3 separate regions of the Sus scrofa genome follow, and regions 1 and 3 are each linked to region 2. Evidence: chromatin contacts called from public promoter capture Hi-C data. All regions are on one chromosome and are shown on one strand. The core of a region is the stretch at or near the end of the contact, and the rest is flanking DNA. Distances in the headings are between cores, read along the strand shown.

Region 1 (3,020 bases), core at 78-2,577, 170 kb before region 2:
AGGAACCATGCCTGAGGTTGCAGTTAGATCCCTGGCCTTGTTGAGCTGTGGAGTAGGTCGCAGATACGGCTTGGAGCCTGAGTTGCTGTGGCTGTGGTGTAGGCCGGATTCCACCCCTGGCCTGGGAAACTCCATACGCCTCGGATGAGGCCCTAAAAAGAAAAAAAAGAAAATTCAGAATAACCTTACCTTCACTGTCAGATAAATTAAAAGGGGAAACTGCATCCTAAACAGAATATTTCTAATTCTTATGGGTTGATACAGGCTCACCCGCAGATCATTTTTTTTTTTAACACTTGAAAGATGCTGCAATCATCCCAATTTTTTCCAGAGGCGTTAGCTCGAGGCAAGTGAACCCCACTCACCCCTGATAAATGATTAACGTTGACACGTGTTTGGAACTACAAACGCTGGAAGGTGCCGAACAAGGCGCTCAGAATGAGGAAACTGAAATAACAGTAGGGCTGCTGTTTCCCAGGTTTCTAAGGAGATGGGCACTGCGGCCTCGACCAACCAAAGTCCAGCGGGCCAGGGGATCTGAGTCGGGCCAAGCCACTGAGGGGCTTAGCAGAAAAAGTAGCTGGCAGAGCGCTCTGCTCGCACCGGAGGCGGCGCGCCAGTCCGACCAGACCGCGAAAGGCTCGGGGCTCCTCGCCCGAAACGAACCAGATTGGAGCCCGGACCGCAGAGCGTAACTGGCCGGCAATCGGGGTACCTCGCGCGCGTCCGCCGGCCGGCCTGCGCTTCGGCTCCGCGCGCGGGGAAAAGAGCGCGGCAGTTGAAACCGTTACCACCCCCGAGTTTTGAACTGGTTCAAACTTGGCTATCGGCCCCGCCCCGCCCCTCCGGCCCGGGAACTCTGAGGCTGCCGGCGGTTCCCGCCAAGCGCCGCGAGCGCGCCGTCCCGCCCCCTGGTCGGTTCCCGCCATCCTGCCCTGGCCGCCTCCCGCCCGCGGCCCGGGATTCGGGCTGCAGAGGCCCCATCGTCCCAGCCAGCCGACCCACCGCCTTCCTGAGAGGCGCCGTGCGTTCGGCGAAAGAACAAAGAGACGGCGCAGCGCTTCCACTCGGCGGCCGCGTCCCTCAGCGCCCGCCCGCTCGCGCGCACGCGCCGCCGGCCCGGCCCGGCTGAGTCCCGCGGGCTCCTCTGCGTGGGGCTGGCTCGCCGCCACGGAGCCCGGCGGGCCTTGTGATTGGACGGGAGCCCGCCTCGCGGCCCGCCAATCGGGGCGGCGCTTAGTTGGACAGGGGGGGCCAAATAAAAGCGATGGCGATTGGGCTGCCGGGTTTGGCGCTTGGTCCGGGAGCGTCCGACACCCACTGGGACGCAGAAGGCGGTGGAAGCCCGGCGGCGGTGGTGGCGCGCGGGAGCGGCGCGCGGGAGCGGAGCGGGCTGGGGCGCGGGGCTCAGGTAGCGTGCCGCTGTCGGGCCGGCCGGCCAGCGGGGCTCCGAAGCTCGGTGAGGGGCGGCGGCGGCGCCGGGATATCCCCGCCACCCCTCCGGGTATCGCCCAGAGCGGGCTTTCCCGGGGCGCCGCTTTGGCTGGAGGGGTGAGAGGAGACCCCTCGGAAGGGGCCGTGGCTTTGGGCTGGCCCGCGCGACCGCGGGGGCGGGCAGCGCCGCACCTGGCGACCTAAGGCGGGACCCCGGGCGGGCGCCCTGGGGGGCGAGCCGAGGGGTCTTCTCGCGCGCCCGCCCTTCGGGAGGCGCGGCGGCTGGGCTGGGGGCGCTCCGGTGCTCGGGGCGGGCCGGCCGCCCGAGCCCCTGTCTCCTTTGTGTGGAGCGTCGCGGCGGGAGCGCCCGGGTGGGACGGGACGCACACAAGTTGGTGGGACCTCGGCACCGAGTGCACACTCAGACAAAGGACGGACTGTGTCTCGGGGGAGCTCGGCGCGGGGAAGGGGCAGTGACACCCGGGCCTGACAGCGGGCGGGAGAGGGGCGTGGGGAGCGCGGGCCGCGGCGCAGGGGGCGGGCTGGGCCCCACGCCCCCTCCCCGCGAGCGCGCAGGCTCGGCCGGGGCCGAGGGGGCCGGGGCGGCGCTGGGAACCGAACTCGGAGCGGCTGCGGGTCTGACATTTCCCCGGAAAGCACCCCCGAACCCCTCGTCTCCACCCGCTCTGACGAGGCGGTCCCGGCCGCCTTTACCCCCTCGGCTGGCTTTCTGTTAAGTTTGAGGAAGGGTCGAGCCGTTCTCCCCCCGCTCGGTTTTGTTCGTTTCGGAGGGCTTTTCGTCGAGTTTCCGCGTCATTGTCCACCCCCCCAAAAAAAGTCGGTGCCATCAGGTCCCTTTTTGAAAATTGGAGGAATCGAGAAGCATGATATTTTGAAATGAAAACTTGGTGAACTCACGCCTGCTGAGTTCCCGCTTTCTAAAGAATCATATTTTTTTTAAAAAATTACATGCTCTTTCGGCCAACTTATGTGATACATCTGAGACTGGCGACAGGTGCTAACGAAATCAACTGTCATTTAGTAAGAGATTATTCTCCAAATCCCCAGGGATTGAATGAGGATGCGATGGTAGAAAGAATTGATCAAGCAAAATGTTTATGACAAATGTGTGTTTAGGTGGTCTGGTTAGCAATTCGTCATTAATTGGTCTTGTTTTCCGTGAACAATAGCTTTGTTGAGTCAGAAAAGACTGACTACAGAAATGTTTGTTGCCTAAGAAATTGAACGTGTGCTGTCCACAGTTAAGCTAAACTTCCTTTGTTTGTCACACAGGATCTGTAAAATTTAAGTCATTTGGAAACAAAGATATGTCTTTGGTATTTAAAAATATTTTACTTCAAGGTTTACTTTCTGGGTTTTAAAGGTCATTTATCGGATTAATTTTGTGGCTTTTTAATGTCACATAAAACACCATTTAAGAAAATCTTTAAAAAACACTAATGCTGATACAGTTGAATGTAGGCTATACTTCTAAGGGATTTTAAGAGCGTGTGGGATCCTAACCATTAGACCACCAGGGAGCTAGGGGGTTTGGAGTTTATTTTCCACTACTCTTCATTCATCAC
Region 2 (2,868 bases), core at 358-2,857:
GGCTCCGGCTACGTTTCCACCTGGTCGCTGGGCCGGGCCCCGGTTAAATCCCCGTCCCGCCAAGGTCTGGCCGCGTCCCTCAGCCGCCGGGGCTGCCCCGCCTGGAGCTGCGTGCGACACGGCTCCCGCCTCCTCCTCCTCCCCTGCTCGCCCGCCGGCCCTCCTCCTCCTCCTCCTCCTCCTCCTCCCGCCGCCGCCGCCGCCGCCGCCGCCGCCTGCACCACGCAACCTCCGCCCTCTCGCCTTTCCTCCGCCGCTCCCCGCCCTCCCGGCCTCACCGGCTCCGGCTCCCGCGGGCGTGAAGCTGGTGGGGGAGGGCCGGAACGCACCGCCATCGCGTCCGGGGCGGGGGAGCCGGGAAACCGTCGCCGCCATCTCCCCACCAGCCCGCGGCACGGGAGGGGCCCGGAAACCTCCCGCCCGCCGTGGCCCTGGCCCCAGGGCCCCCGACGCCGCTGAGGCCCCGCTCGCCTGGCTGGTCCCTACCTGAAGCCCGCGGTCCTTGGCTCTGAAACCCCACGCCATCCCCGGCCGAGCGCACCGGATCCGCCTCCAGGTTTTACAGCCTCCCTCGCCTTCGGGCCGCCTCTAAGGACCCGGCTTCCCGCCACTTCGGGCCGAACGAGGAGGGGTCACCTTCTGAGGTTGGGGGCGCCAGCCTAGGAAGAAGCCGCCCCAAAACTCCCTGGAGGAGAGGGTCTCACACACCCCCTCCTGCGCGCACACTCACCCTGAACCCTGAACCGACACGGAACACAACGACACCCGGTGGATCTGCCTCCCCAGCCGGGGGAATAACCAAAAGCCAGATCCCGACCGGCTGATGAAGTCGAGGATGGGCGAGGGGCCCTTGAAAAGAAAAACGTGTGGTCCATTCTCAGCCCCAAGACACCTGCGGGCCTCGGCACCAGAGCCCCGGCTCCCCGGCGCCTCTCTAAAATCGTTTCTGAAATCAAACCAATCCAGCTTTCCTCCACAAACTCTTTAACCAACTCCTTTTTAGGCAAAGGGCTGATAAAGATTCGCTTTACCATTAATCTCTGTAAAGACAAATCAAGAATGGAATTTAAGCTTTTCCATATATGTGGATGCGATGAGGCGTGACTGCAGAATAACATTGTTTTCACGTGAGTCCTGGAGTAGTTCACCGCAGTCAAGTGAAATTAACTCACAATTGGGTCCTTGAACTGCACATTTTTGCAGCACAAATAGCCACCTGGCTTCCTATGATGACCTAGGTGACAAAAGGCGGGCTTGGAGGGGCTTCTGCTGGAATGATGTGGTTTACATACCAGAGGGCCCACGACTTCCATGAACAAGCAAGGAAGAATTTCAAATTACCTGGGCAAAAAACTTGATGAACATAACTTCCTGTTTTGCTCCAAATGAAAACAGGAGAAGATTTTAGTATCACCGTGGGGTGGAAATCCTAGGCCCAGAGTAGAGGGCTGCCCCCATAATCTACGCTGTCTCCTGAGGAATACAGGTTTCTCTTAGAATATCCCATAGTATTTGTTTCCTTCTATTGAAATGTGGTCACTTGTCAACATTTGTTAAGTACCTTTAGAAGTAAGGCATTGGTCTGTACTTGTCACTAAAGTATATGATCTCAATCTATGCAATGATTTTTAAATTGTTGGTTTACATCCTACACTTCTAGATATTTAAAAGAAACAGGTGTAGGAGGAGTTCCCATTTTAGCGCAGTGATTAATGAATCCGACTAGGAACCATGAGGTTGCGGGTTTGATCCCTGGCCTTGCTCAGTGGGTTAAGGATCTGGCGTTGCCATGAGCTGTGGTGTAGGTCACAAATGTGGCTCAGATCCCGCATTGCTGTGGCTCTGGCGTAGGCCAGTGTCTACAGCTCGGATTAGACCCCTAGGCTGGGAACCTCAGTATGCCATGGGAAGTGGCCCTGGAAAAGACCAAAAAAGAAGAAGAAACAGGTGTATTTTGCAATTTTTTTGTGGGCACATGGTAAAATTGAAGGTAGAAATGGAAGGCTTGTCCCTGTGGACAGTGCTTTCCACTGTATATATATGGCTTCTCTTACTTGTTCCCCATAATGGAACCTGTATTTTCCTCAAACAACAAGGTATCTCATCTCCATCTTCCCTAAACTGTCCTCTCCCTTCTCACCATTCAACATGGTCTTCTTGTCTGTGCCTTCCCATAGCTAATACAAGAACGGAGTGGGTCAGCTTTCCCTTTACTGTTTGTTTCTTTCAACCTCTCCCCCCCCTTTTTTTTTCCAGCCGCACCCATGGCATATAGAAGTTCCTGGGCCAGGGATAGAACTAGAGCCACAGTAGTGACCACACCAGATCCTTAACCTGCTGTGCCACAAGAGAACCCTACTGAATTACTACCTCACTTTTCCCTGAATGGAAGGATTTAGTTCACCTATAACCATCCTCTCCAATTCTCACTGCCTTAATTCCTGCTTCTTCCTTCTAGCTTTTACTCGCCACTCATCTGCACTGTTACTGACAGCTCTTAGACTATGTCATTCATTGACTTTTATGTCCACCTCACAACCAGGTAGCATCTATACCACTTCTCAGACATATCAGGCAATTTGCTCCAAATCATTAAGCTTGATGAGGGGCGTAACCTAAGCCAGTAACTCCCAAGTATGTGCAGATCCACTCCTTTATTATGTTTCCCACACCTGTATTGTTTTTACCTTTATTTTTTTTAATTTTAAATTTTTGTCTTTTTTGTCTTTTCTAGGGCCACACCTGCGGCATATGGAGATTCCAATCGGAGCTGTTGCTACTGGCCTATACCAGAGCCACAGCAACTCGGGGTCGGAGCCCAATCTGTGATCTACACCACAGCTTACGTCAACACCAGATCCTTAACCC
Region 3 (3,051 bases), core at 68-2,567, 230 kb before region 2:
TTTGTCTATCAAGATGTAGTAAACATAGAACCATTTCCCCAATCTTTTTCAAGGGTTTTAAAAAACTAATTTACAGTAGAGAGTGCACATTTCTCGTCTTTGCTAATGGAGAAAGCCAGTGTGTTGGAACCTGCTGAATGAATCTGACTATAAACTCCAATCACAGCAATTGAACCAAGGAGATGACCACTGCTGACAGCTGCAGACAGAAAGGATGGATGGATGTGGAGTCAGGAAGTCATGCTGTAGAGCAGAAACTGACTTAGACCTCCTTTCCTACCTGGTTCTAAACTGAGTACCCATCTAGGTCTGTGAATGTATGTACTTTACATGGGAAACAATTAACAAGTTCATGCCCCTCCCCTAGAAGTACCTTATCTACTCATTTACAGACACTGACAAATATATTGAATTTTTCGCAAAAAACATCCTATACCTTTTTTCATTCTGAAAATTTCTTTAAATGCCCTCAGTTGAAACGCCACTCCCTAGAGTTATGTAAACACTGTTAATAATTTGGTATGTTTCTTCCAGGTTTTTTCTATTCATCCACAAGCACACACATGTATTTAATACATACATACAACAGACCTAAGAGATCATGCCATATGTATCTTTGAAAAGAAGCTTCTTGGATTGGTGTTCCCCTTCATGCTATATAATAAATGCATTGCGTTTCACCAGAAATTAACAATTTTCAAAATTTCTAAAAAGTGATAAACATTTTGATGAGTTTAAAGCTGATTAAAACTAAGTTGCTTTTTTTTACATTCGTGTTTTTTTTCCAGGCACTTTGAAAGTTAATGCATAAATGCTGATGAGAAATTAGCTACCAAAAAAAAAGTTGTAACCAGTCTATTTTAAATCATAAACTAAAAGTTTTTTTAATTTGTATTTGCATTATTGGTTTATGTAAATACTACCAATCACTACTTCTCGATGAAGACAAAACACAGTCAGTCAAACGTGGTTGTGGGGGGAGACAATGTTAACTGAGTTAACAATAACCCACAGCCTTCGGACCAACTGCAAAGAAAGAAGGGCTTCTGACTATTTATAGTTCCTATCCAGACACTTTTCTAAGTAAGGAGACTTTTCAGGGCCTATGTCACAACGATGAAAAATAAGAATGTGTATAACTTCCTGATTAAATACAACGTAAACAGAACAAAACCGCTCTTTTTAAAGTATTATTTGTAAGGATTATGCTAACTACTAACCTTTTTTGCATTTCACTTTTACAAGTGCATTGTGGGTAGCGCCTAGCTAAATAGGAAAGTAAACTGGGCGGGTGGCTGGCAGCCACATGGTCTCCCAGAGTGGCGGGTTGGTCTGGGTGAGGACAGCCCACCTGGCTGGGAGCCCAGGCCGCGCCTGACCGGGTGGAGCCCGCGCAGAATGACTAGGAAAGCCAGTCACGTGCTCGCGGGCGGGCCCCAGGGCCGGTGCCCTGGCAGGCGGTCCTGTCAGTGTCCTGTCAGTTTCAGGAGCACGTGGTGGTGTCTGGATTGTGCGGTCCCCCAGCACGCGGCACGCTGAGGCAGGGCCGGGAGGTAGGGGGCTGCTGGTCCTTCTCTAGACACTGGAGGGTACCACCTTTGGGCTTCCTCTCATCCTTAGGATGGCTGCACCCAGGTCTCTACCGGTTAGGGATTAAGAGTGAGTCAGCAGGAGTCAACAGGTGGCTCCAGCAAGACTCCCTCTTTCCCTCCGGTAATTGTAGATACCAGGCTGGAAACCCCCCGTGTGTGTCGAAAACCCCATTCTGGGAGTTCTTCAAAGGTTTACTTCACCCATAAATTACTCACTTTTACTCAACCTGCCATGGGGCCAGGGTGCTTATTTCCAACATCTGGTTTGAAAAAATGCAAACCATTGGTGACCCTTCGAAGCTTTAAATATTTATAATGAAAATCTAAGGACAGACAGATATTGCCCACACTTAAGTGTTTTGCACATAAAAAACATTGCCAACGAAAACATTAAGTTATTTTCCTTAAGGAAGAGGGTTTCAGCTGAGGAAGTGGGGCTGAACCTTGGTTTTATGTGTGGGCTATGAATTATACCCTGAAGCTAAAATATGAATTAGACTTAAGAAATGAGCCTTTTGGAATATTAGCATCATCTGATTTTTTCTAAGGATAATTTTGCTCTTTTTGGTTGCTGTTAAAAAAAACCCTTTTGGGGAAACTTTGATAGATTTCCTGCATTTACTCAAAATAACGTTCTTGTTCAACATGTTTCTTAGGGTTTTCCTAGTAATGTACTGTTCTTTCTTCCTGTAAAGACAAAACCAGGAAATTGGTCCCACAAAGGCCCAAGCTGACTTCCTAATTACCTGTTACAATTACTGAGAAAAATTTGGGAAACTGGGAATATGGGGGCTAGGTTGAGAATTTCAGAAAAATGAAGAAATCATCAAATTTAATATTAGTTAAACATTGTCCCAGAGAAAATGATGGTGCAAAAAGCTTAGAGATTTCCAAAATCTAATCTAGTTGACTCAGTGATTTTTAAAAATAAATATAACTTAGGAAAGGCTGATAGATTAAGAAAGTTACTAGGAATGTGTCAAATGCTCAGTTTTAGAGGTGGGTAATGCTTTAGTGACATCCTTATAAGTTAGGGGATTGTTGTCTTTTGACTAAGGTGGGAATATATATAATAGTAAACATGGTAATTTGTGTAAGAATTTACATTTTATATTATCTCATTTATTTTACAGTATCGGTATCTTTATCTTTAGTAATTGGTAGCACACATCAGCTTTGTTATACTTACTAGACCTGAAGAGAATCAGGATATGGTACCCCAAAATATGCTACTTTGGCATAAAATTATTTTGAGCTGAGGACAATTGAGAGTCAAGAGATAAAGAAAGAAATCATTTTGGAATTTCCCTTATCAGACTCAAAGCAGCAACTTCAGGGAAATAAGGCTGCTATAAATTCCCTCTTTGGGGCAGATCTACTCATAAATGCCCTCTCTGGGGGAGTTTTATGGCATTGAAGAAGACATTACTCAAATCCATTTAGACAAACATCATCACAA

The links. Promoter capture Hi-C pulls out the DNA fragments that hold promoters and counts their contacts.
Region 1: a promoter capture Hi-C map of fetal liver shows a contact between it and region 2, with 2.8 times the contacts expected there. The contact joins the promoter of EZH2 here to the promoter of CUL1 in region 2. A contact is called at or near these places in 2 of 5 promoter capture datasets (fetal liver and liver), 9 of 47 Hi-C or Micro-C datasets (alveolar macrophages, embryonic fibroblasts, fetal liver and 5 more) and 2 of 2 datasets of contacts at active chromatin or transcription factors (alveolar macrophages and skeletal muscle).
Region 3: a contact with region 2 is called in a promoter capture Hi-C map of liver, with 7 times the contacts expected there. The contact joins the enhancer-like site here to the promoter of CUL1 in region 2. A contact is called at or near these places in 3 of 5 promoter capture datasets (fetal liver, fetal skeletal muscle and liver), 4 of 47 Hi-C or Micro-C datasets (embryonic fibroblasts, heart right ventricle, retroperitoneal adipose tissue and 1 more) and 2 of 2 datasets of contacts at active chromatin or transcription factors (alveolar macrophages and skeletal muscle).

The regions. Positions count from the first base shown.
Region 1 is chr9:109,383,728-109,386,747 of Sscrofa11.1, forward strand. It overlaps EZH2 (enhancer of zeste 2 polycomb repressive complex 2 subunit), which reads left to right and starts at 1,328. Exons shown (of 20, transcript NM_001244309.1): 1 at 1,328-1,411.
Region 2 is chr9:109,557,507-109,560,374 of Sscrofa11.1, forward strand. CUL1 (cullin-1) reads right to left here and starts at 1,608. Exons shown (of 22, transcript XM_021063586.1): 1 at 731-1,608.
Region 3 is chr9:109,326,519-109,329,569 of Sscrofa11.1, forward strand. No RefSeq gene overlaps it. Among named protein-coding and RNA genes, the nearest start is that of EZH2, 57 kb to the right of the region's middle. Within about 2 kb of position 1,318, at least 75 of the 83 cell types and tissues checked have an H3K27ac peak or open chromatin away from gene starts, as enhancers often do. A contact at or near this core is called in alveolar macrophages, embryonic fibroblasts, fetal liver and 4 more, where this site is marked.